3 separate regions of the Anas platyrhynchos genome follow, and regions 2 and 3 are each linked to region 1. Evidence: chromatin contacts called from public Hi-C data. All regions are on one chromosome and are shown on one strand. Each heading gives the region's core, a stretch centred on a gene start, on an enhancer-like site or on the middle of the called end of the contact. The rest is flanking DNA. Distances are from core to core; before and after follow the strand shown. Region 1 has its middle 16 kb from the start of CAPZA2. Region 2 holds the start of WNT2 (Wnt family member 2). Region 3 overlaps MET (MET proto-oncogene, receptor tyrosine kinase).

Region 1 (2,744 bases), core at 172-2,671:
GTTATCTGCCTTCAGGGACTCTAGAGGGCCCATGGCTAAGGATGAGATTGTGACCCTCCGTACAACAGGGTACAGGATCCCGCAAGAGGCTGAGGCATTCTCCAGTCTCTATCAGTCACGCATGTGAGTTGCGCTGCCAAGCTGCTGTCCTGGCCTCCCTTCTCCTTCCCCTTTCCCTTCCCTGTTGTCCGGCCATCTCTCACGATCCATACTTTGAGATATTTGCTGCCCCTACTGCCAGTGCTTTCAGCCATCCCCTTGATGCCTCCTTGTCTGTGAGCTGACCTGTCTTGATCATATTTTCATCCCTTCTCGCTCTTTCATCTTCTTCCTTGCCTCTGTTCTTCAACAGTCAAACAAATTAGAGTCTCAACACTCAGCTCTCCATCTCCTGTCATATTACTTTAATATCTTCTTCCTGCTCCTTTTTTTATAACAATCAATAAACGGGCTGTTTTCATGGATAGGCTATTGATCACTTCTCCAGTTGTCTGGATTCTTTCTGATCTAGTGTCTGTGTTTTCCATTACATTAAAATTTCACTAGAGGCTCTGGCTATCCATTCTCAGGGAAGTCTCAGGGCCTCTCTGCTCTCCTCATCTTCCTTGATCTCTTGGCCGACTTTTGAGACTTTGATCATTTAATTGGATCTCATGCCAAGTAAAACCACAAGCACTGGTTTAATCCGAAATTAAACTTTTGTTTAGTCTAACATTAAAATATAAGGTCAATTTCAAAACAAAAAATATTTCACTTTCTCTGAAAAAAATCCAACCTTTCATACTTCTGGGCTCAAACTATTAATTGAATTCAGTCTGGACTGAACAACAATTTCGGTCCTTTTGAGTCATACTTTTGAGTAAATCAGACCAGTTAACGGGACTGTGTTACTGAGCTGAGCTGCAAATGTCTCTAATTTCTGCTGGAGCCAAGAATAGCCCTTGGTATAGATGGGTATGGCCATCAGCTATTGAGACTTGTCACATTTTTAACCTTTTCAGGAAGACAAAACATCATAAGTCAGATAATGATCAGCAGAGTTTAGGATCCAACTATTACATTTTTTTGTAACAGATGACTCTTGTGGCTGTTAGAGGCAAGACTGCAGCTATTGCAGCAGACCGTTCTGTAGACTGTAATCTACATTTGTTTGCAAAATATTAGATAAAGATCATGAAATTTATTCTGGTTTTGAGACAAACTAGAGATGGATATTTGCAGCATACTGAAAGATTGAAAACCCAATTATTACAACCACAAGAACTGAAAAGAAAAATCCATGCTGTCTTTCTGCCTGCCTGTTCTGCAGGAAGCATTTTTTCCATGCCCTTAGTCACAGTGCTCCAGAGTAGGGTTGCAATGAGCAGTTGCCAAAATTGGCTGTTTGGGGAGGTGGCGGGGTGGTACAGCAGCTTGTAGCAGTGTATTTACAGTAGAGGGAGCTGATGTTCAATGAGTGCATGCATGAGTATTCACTGCAGTATGGCTCCTTATCAGTCTGCAAGCACTACAGAAGAAATATTTCACCATTCTGGGGGGATGCTTCTGCATCCCTCACCCACTGGGTCCTGTCACAGCTGAGCTCTCCAGCAGCGTGAGTGGCCTCAGGGAGCACTTGTTTGAAAAGGTCTTCTTCTGGGGCCAAGGGACATCTTCCCATGTCAGGTGTGACATGAGGGAGACTGGACGTAGTGTGTAAGTAATATTGCAAGCACTGAGCCTCAGCACACCTCCTACCAAAGGCTGATGTTTCCACCTTTCTAAATATAACTTCCTGCTACACCGCAGACAGCATCTCCTTTGTATTCCTAGCTTTCCGGTGCTCCCTGCCCTTGGCCTGGGCTCTGTCTGACACGTCTCACAAATGAGTGCTCAAGAAATTCTTTGATTTACAGCCCTCTTTTTACAAGCCAGAGATCTCTAGTTCCCTGAAACTGGCTGGTTGAATTACACAAGTTATTCAAATATAATTAAAAGAGAGACACAGCATGTGTGAAACAACAGAATATGCATGCACTCAAAAATATGGAGAGTTATAATTCCTCTTAGTGAGTTCGTTTGGATAAAGCAGGCTAATGGGCTGAAGGACTGGGGCTGCAGCTACGTGAGCTCCTGCCCCTGGCTTTGCCATCACTCTCTTTGAAGAAAGGTGTCCTCCTGGTGAGGCAGCTTTCCTGTCTGCCACAGTTCAACTAAGGTAAGCACAAAGGAATTACTTGGGGAAGGGACACTGTTCCGAGACAAACATAAGATATATACTTTGAAAAATAAAGGACTCAGAAGATTACTGTCCCATCTGACTTGTATAACCAGAAAGATCCTCAAACAAGTTAATTATTTGCCTGGTTAACACCTATTGCCATATTTCTCAATCTGCATGTGTTTGTGGACAAAACCTCCAAGCAAGCCAAGTGCTGTAGTGCCTTGATTGTCCAGACAACTTGGATTATCTCACTGATGGCTTCCTTCAGCCATGAGCAGCAGAGTGGTCAACCTAATCACTCTATAAAGCAGTGAGAAGTTTTGAGAGTACCGAGTTCGTCCCTGGCACCACTCCTAAGAAATGTGGACAAACTGGGAAGATCTAACAAGAAGAAAGTTAACATGTTTAGAAAATACAACATATGAGTAAAAGTCAAAGAAAATCTTCTAGCTTAGAGAAGACTAAGATGGGACATTTTCAGTTAAAAGTTTTCTGTAAGTAAAATGACAGTTATTTGTTCGCTACCCAGACGGAGTTGGGG
Region 2 (2,744 bases), core at 102-2,601, 220 kb before region 1:
CATGGCACAGTGTCTTGACAAGAAATGGCGTACACGTACTCACTGGAGGCAAACACGGCCCTAGGAGCGTGGTCTCTGGGGCTGCACACGGAGCATCTTCTGGAGAGGAGGAGGAGGAGGGCAGCGTTAATCGCTGCTGTGGGTTGCTGCAAGTGAAGGTGCTGCTGTTAATGGGGAAGGTTATTGGGGAAAAGCCCGTGGGTCAGCTGCTTGCTGCACACCTGAGGAGGCTGGGGGGGAGCTGTGAGGGCTGCGGCCTCTGCTCAGAAAGGCCTCAACTGCTGGAGTTGGCTGTCCTGTCCCTGCCATGTCTTCTTTCCCCTATGAACTGATCCAAGCTGCGTGTCCCGTACTCTTCTGCAACTGAAGCTGGTTTCTGCCTGAAAAGGGGATTTTTTTTTTCTTTCACATCGATACTATCTTACCAAATAGCTTGAGTGCCCAGCTGTTGGTTTTGGGATCGCCTAGGGTCAGTGACCAGAACCGAGGTTCCTACTGGACAAGCAGTGCTGCTGTAGGACCAGCGACGTGCTCCAGGCTTTATTCCCCTCTCCCGGAGGCTGCAGCCCAGAGCTTTTCTCCTGCGGGGCGTGGTTGCTTTGTCTCTGGTTTGGGTTTGGGTTGGTTTTCGGGGCGTAGTTTCCCAAGTTTGATCGAGAAGCAGGTGAACGGCACCGCCTCAGGCATTGCCACAACTCGGCTTCTTGCGTTTTCTTCCTCCAACGCTAGAGGCTGGCGGCTGTCACCTCAGCACCTCCCCAGCACCAGCCCCGAACTGCTGCCTGCAGCGGCGGTCCCATAGGGCGGTCCCGCTCCGCCGCCCTTTGCCTTATTGCCCGGCTTTTCCCCCTGGGCCGGCTCCTGCAGGCGGCGGGGCTGAGCGCTGTGCTCCCGGGGTTATTTGGGGACCTGGCCACAGGTGTCTGGGTTAGGACCGGGCCTTTCCCTCGGGGTCAGGGTGTGCTGCGGGGCTGGGAGCGGCTGCGGTCCTGCTGGGGGGGGGGAAAGAAAGTGGGTAAAGGTGCTGATTTGCACCCACCAGCACGCAGCTTCCCCTGAAAACTCTCGGGGGCCCGTGCTGGCATCGCGGTGGGCTTGGGGAGGAGATGGGGCAGTGCCGGTTCCCCCGGGGGCAGGAGGTGGTGGGGTGAGGACCCCGGCCCTGAACTGGGGGTGCGCGGGGATCCCAGCACCGAGCCCCCGACCCCAGCTGGTGCCTGGGGCCGGCCGCTCGCTTGTGTAGGGTCAGCGGGAACCAACCGGCTCCTCGGGATTCCTGCCCGGGCGGAGGTGTTCCCTCCTCCTCCTCCTCTTCCCCCGAGTGTCTCTTGACATCATTTCATCCATCAGACTTACAGGAAAAAAAAAAAAAAAAAGCCACCGCGCACACAGCGCGAACCCACCCAGCCCGCGGCAGCCCCTCATTGCGCCGCGCCTGCAGGGGAGGCTCGGCGGGGAGCGGGGACCCCCGGCCCCCCAAAGGGAGCCGCCTCCAGCCCTCGGGGCCCCCCGGGCGCCCCCTCCTTCCATGGGCTTTCCCCTCGGCCTGCCCCGATGCGGAGCGCCGCCGCCTTCCCACCATGAGCTGGCTCGCCGGGATGTGGGGGCCGCTCCCCCTGCTGCTGCTCTGCGCCGCGCCGCGGGTCGGCTCCTCGTGGTGGTGAGGGGCCGGGGGGGGAGCGGTGCCGGGGGGCCCGGGGGACGGGACCCGCCGGGGGGCACCCGGGGCTTCACAGCGAGCATCTGGGTGCCGCTGGTGATGCCGTTTAGTTTTCGCTCAGGGCTTCTGGTTCGGTTCTTTAAGCGCCGCTTTGGGCTGCTGCGACCCCCGGAGCTCGGGGGGATGTAATGGGGCGGGGGGGGGGTCCCTGTCCCTGTCCCTGTCCCTGTCCCTGTCCCTGTCCCTGTCCCTGTCCCTGCTCCTGTCCATGCCCTGCCGCTGCCCTGCCGCTTGCCTCCCGCAGGTACATGGGGGCCGTGGGCTCGTCGCGGGTGATGTGCGACAACGTGCCGGGGCTGGTGAGCCGGCAGCGGCAGCTGTGCCGCCGGCACCCCGAGGCCATGCTCTCCATCGGCCGCGGCGTGGCCGCCTGGACGGCCGAGTGCCAGCACCAGTTCCGCCGGCACCGCTGGGACTGCAGCGCCCTGGAGCGGGGGCAGCGCCTGCTCGGCCGCGTCCTGCAGCGCAGTGAGTGCGGGGTCAGGGGACGGGGGGCGCGGGGGGGGGGTTGGGGGGCACGGGGCGCACCCGCGGCACCCCCCGGGGGAGAAGCGAGGGGCGAGGCGAGGCGAGGCGAGGCGTGCCGGCAGCGGAAGATGAGATGTGCCTCCCTCAGGGGGTGGCGAGGCGCTGGGGAAGGCTGCCCGGAGCAGCTGTGGATGCCCCATCCCTGGAGGTGTCCAAGGCCAGGCTGGATGGGGCTTTGGGCAGCCTGGTCCGGTGGGAGGTGTCCCTGCACATGGCAGGGGGTTGGAGTTTGGCAGTCTTTAAGGTCCCTTCCAACCCAAACCGTTCTGGGATCCTACGATAAGAAGCACTGCTTTGCTTAAAAGCCACCGTTAAATCATAAAGAGCTGAGGTTCAGAAAGAGAATTTGGGTATTTTAGCGGTTGGCCATGCAGTTCCCGCATTGTTTCAGCACGTACTGCACCCCAAAAAGGGCTACAGAGAAATGGGGGCTCCAGAGCGCAGCCGCCCAGCCCCAGCTGGGGACCCCAGCACCACGCCGTGGGCTGAAAGGGGC
Region 3 (2,744 bases), core at 80-2,579, 140 kb after region 1:
TTAGAAATTACTTTGAGATCTGCCAAAGAAAAGGGCCTATTCAAATGCAAAGCCTGATGCTTTTATTTATTAATAGATGTTGTGCCAGAGTCACCAATCTGCTCTTGATGCCTAAGTGCTGCTCTGAAAACAGAATCTGCCTGCCTGATTTAACCCAGCCGGCGAGCTGAGGCCTAGGGCTGCTTTGTGATATTAGGAACAGCACGAAACAGCCAGATGTTAACCAGCAACCATTCAAGCCTGGTGTTATCCTGCCTGTTATCCTCTAAAACTTGAGCAAACGTACAACTGCCTAAAGCTTGCCCGCCAGCAGCATCGCTCCTGCACCTCCTGATGCTGAGCACTGGGCTTCTCAAAACACTCTGGCACCCTCAGAGGATCAGTTATTCTTGCAAAAATAAATAGTGATTACAGGTCAAACTATCATCTCCCCAGGGAATTTATTTTTATCTGTGCCATAAGACCCACAGGGGTGTCTCCTTTGTGCTGGGCTGGCAAGCACAACACAGGACTAAACTGTGTTTGCCTAGTACATGAGCATTACTCCAGCACTACCTGGTGTTTCTAGAGACTCTGGCTCAGCTCATTCTCAGCCAAAATTTCTAGGGGAGATAGGCAGGAAAAAAGAAAAACAAAACAAAACAAAACACCTAATTTCAAACAGAGAGTCTTGCTCTGGCTTGATTCCTCTGCTATTAGCAGGTGGGAGATCGGCTTGTCTAACATTGTGCTTGCTGCCTTTTGTTTTTCACTGTGCACGAAGCCTTGTGCTGATTTAAGTCAAAGCAGGAATTTGCTGGATCCATATTTGCTGTCCTCGGGGGAGTGCTTTATTAGATTACTTCTTCCTCCATGTTTACAGTAATAGATGACTTTTAGAAACACTTCTATTAGGGTGAAAGCGGAGGGTGTATTTCCACCAGCAGAGTGCTCAACAAACATTTGTTTTAGCAGATGAAATGCAAGTGCAAGCAACTTCATTAATACACTTTTACAAAGTTGGTTGTTCTCCTGGAGCCAGTGAGTTACAGTCTGTTTATTTGGATTTCTCGATTTAGCATATTCATGGCAGTACTTTTTATTCCAGACACCATGTAGGCAGATGCATCATTGCGAGTGCGGGGTTAAGAACCCCCCCTGTAAGCCAGAGCGAGCCCCGTTGCTAGGTTCATATTGAGGTGTTCTGATTTAAAAAAACAGAAAAAAGAAAGAAATGGGATTAAGCGGGATCCAACTCGTTCCCTCCTGAGCTCCAGAGCGTTTTCTCCCGAGCAGGCCGCCGCGGTTAGCCAGGAGAGGGCAGCCTCGCCTTGCGGAGCTGCCCGCGGTTACACCAGGCTCCGTGCCCCGGGGGTGCGGCCTGCTGCTGGCTGCCTGCTTGGCCGTGGATTTTCTCCCTAATTTAGACTAAAACCCAAGAGCGGCGCTTTCTGACCGCACAACGCGTGTCCTCGTGGATTAAGCAAAGATAAATACAGCCAAAGTGCTCCTTTTAGCTGAGACGTTTGCCCCCGTAGCACCCTGTGCTGTGCCTCACCAAACGGGGCCTGCTGCCCGGGGCTGGTTGCGCTCTCTTGCTGTTGTGGGTGAAATTTGGTGCTTTGGAGAAAGCCAGATCACAGCAGGGTAAACATGATGGAAGATGTGTTAAGCTTAGTGAGCTCATTTTGGTTGACGAGAGCCTAATTTTCAGCTGGTTTAGGTCAGTATCATTCATAAACGTTAGAATCACAGAATCATTTAGGTTGGAAAAGGACTCTAAGATCAGAAGATGAGGGTCACTGGAGCAAACCATGAAGGAAAAAAAAAAATAAAAAGCATTGAAATAAGTCCTGTTTGCCTTTTTCTCTGATTACTCATACCTTTTAATGATGTTCTCCCTCACCGTGGGGTGGGATTTCCCTTGGCTTATTTCAGTTTCCATTGAAATAATTTGGAAAATTCCAATGGTTTTGGTGGAAACAGGCTCAAAAAATCTGTGATTCTCGGAAGTGCTCTTCCTTTCCAAGAAGCATCAAGAGTGCTTTATCTTTCACAGAAGTTGAATGCTGCTTCACTTTTGATGCTGAAAATGTATTACATCAGAAATAAAACACAATGTAAATGAGATTATACAATGAGCTCCCTACTCAAAGAGATTAAATTGCACAGCATTTTAAATATCTTGCATTAATATTCTTTGGACCGTCATTTCATTTCTTTGTCTGACATTTGGAATTTATTGAACAGTCCAAGCTACCTTAATTTTAATTCATCGTCTTTAAGGATTTGACATGTTCAGTGAATTTGGCTTACTCTCTTTAAACACAGATTTCTACTTCTTATTAGCAAATTCCTGGAGTTTCTTCAGTTTTTGTACCTCCACAGTGTTGCTGTGTATTGACAGACTCACTCAGAAAGCAAAGCTATTTTTGGGTGTCTCCCTGGTCAATAACGAAAAATGTTCCTCTTGCAAAAGAAAACTATTTCTCTTCTGCGTGAGTCATGACTCTGCTTGTATGCACAGTGAAAGATTTCCAGCTTCTCAGGCTTTGCTGGCATTCGGGGCAGCTTTCAGCCAGCCAAGATTCACATGTGGAAACTAAATATGGTCATAGGGTTATACTCCCATTTTTTGCCCATTACTCAGGCTCTTGCATGGTGTACTTCGATGCCTACTCCCTTTCTGCCACTCTGCATCTCCTTCTGCAGTGTTAGTTTACTCTGTGGTTAAAGCTAGTAAGATCGTAGACAGCATCAGTTAC

Evidence for each region. A called contact is a pair of places that touch in the nucleus more often than the background predicts.
Region 2: a Hi-C map of subcutaneous adipose tissue shows a contact between it and region 1, with 2.1 times the contacts expected there. The contact joins the promoter of WNT2 here to the enhancer-like site in region 1. A contact is called at or near these places in 2 of 8 Hi-C or Micro-C datasets (skeletal muscle and subcutaneous adipose tissue).
Region 3: a Hi-C map of subcutaneous adipose tissue shows a contact between it and region 1, with 2.5 times the contacts expected there. The contact joins two enhancer-like sites. A contact is called at or near these places in 2 of 8 Hi-C or Micro-C datasets (skeletal muscle and subcutaneous adipose tissue).

What each region holds. Positions count from the first base shown.
Region 1 is chr1:26,468,825-26,471,568 of IASCAAS_PekinDuck_T2T, forward strand. No RefSeq gene overlaps it. Among named protein-coding and RNA genes, the nearest start is that of CAPZA2, 16 kb to the left of the region's middle. Within about 2 kb of position 1,422, at least 2 of the 8 cell types and tissues checked have an H3K27ac peak or open chromatin away from gene starts, as enhancers often do. A contact at or near this core is called in subcutaneous adipose tissue, where this site is marked.
Region 2 is chr1:26,250,916-26,253,659 of IASCAAS_PekinDuck_T2T, forward strand. It overlaps WNT2 (Wnt family member 2), which reads left to right and starts at 1,352. Exons shown (of 5, transcript XM_038179924.2): 1 at 1,352-1,660; 2 at 1,965-2,188. The coding sequence starts at 1,581.
Region 3 is chr1:26,609,407-26,612,150 of IASCAAS_PekinDuck_T2T, forward strand. All of the region lies in intron 2 of MET (MET proto-oncogene, receptor tyrosine kinase), which reads right to left. Among named protein-coding and RNA genes, the nearest start is that of MET, 25 kb to the right of the region's middle. Within about 2 kb of position 1,330, at least 3 of the 8 cell types and tissues checked have an H3K27ac peak or open chromatin away from gene starts, as enhancers often do. A contact at or near this core is called in subcutaneous adipose tissue, where this site is marked.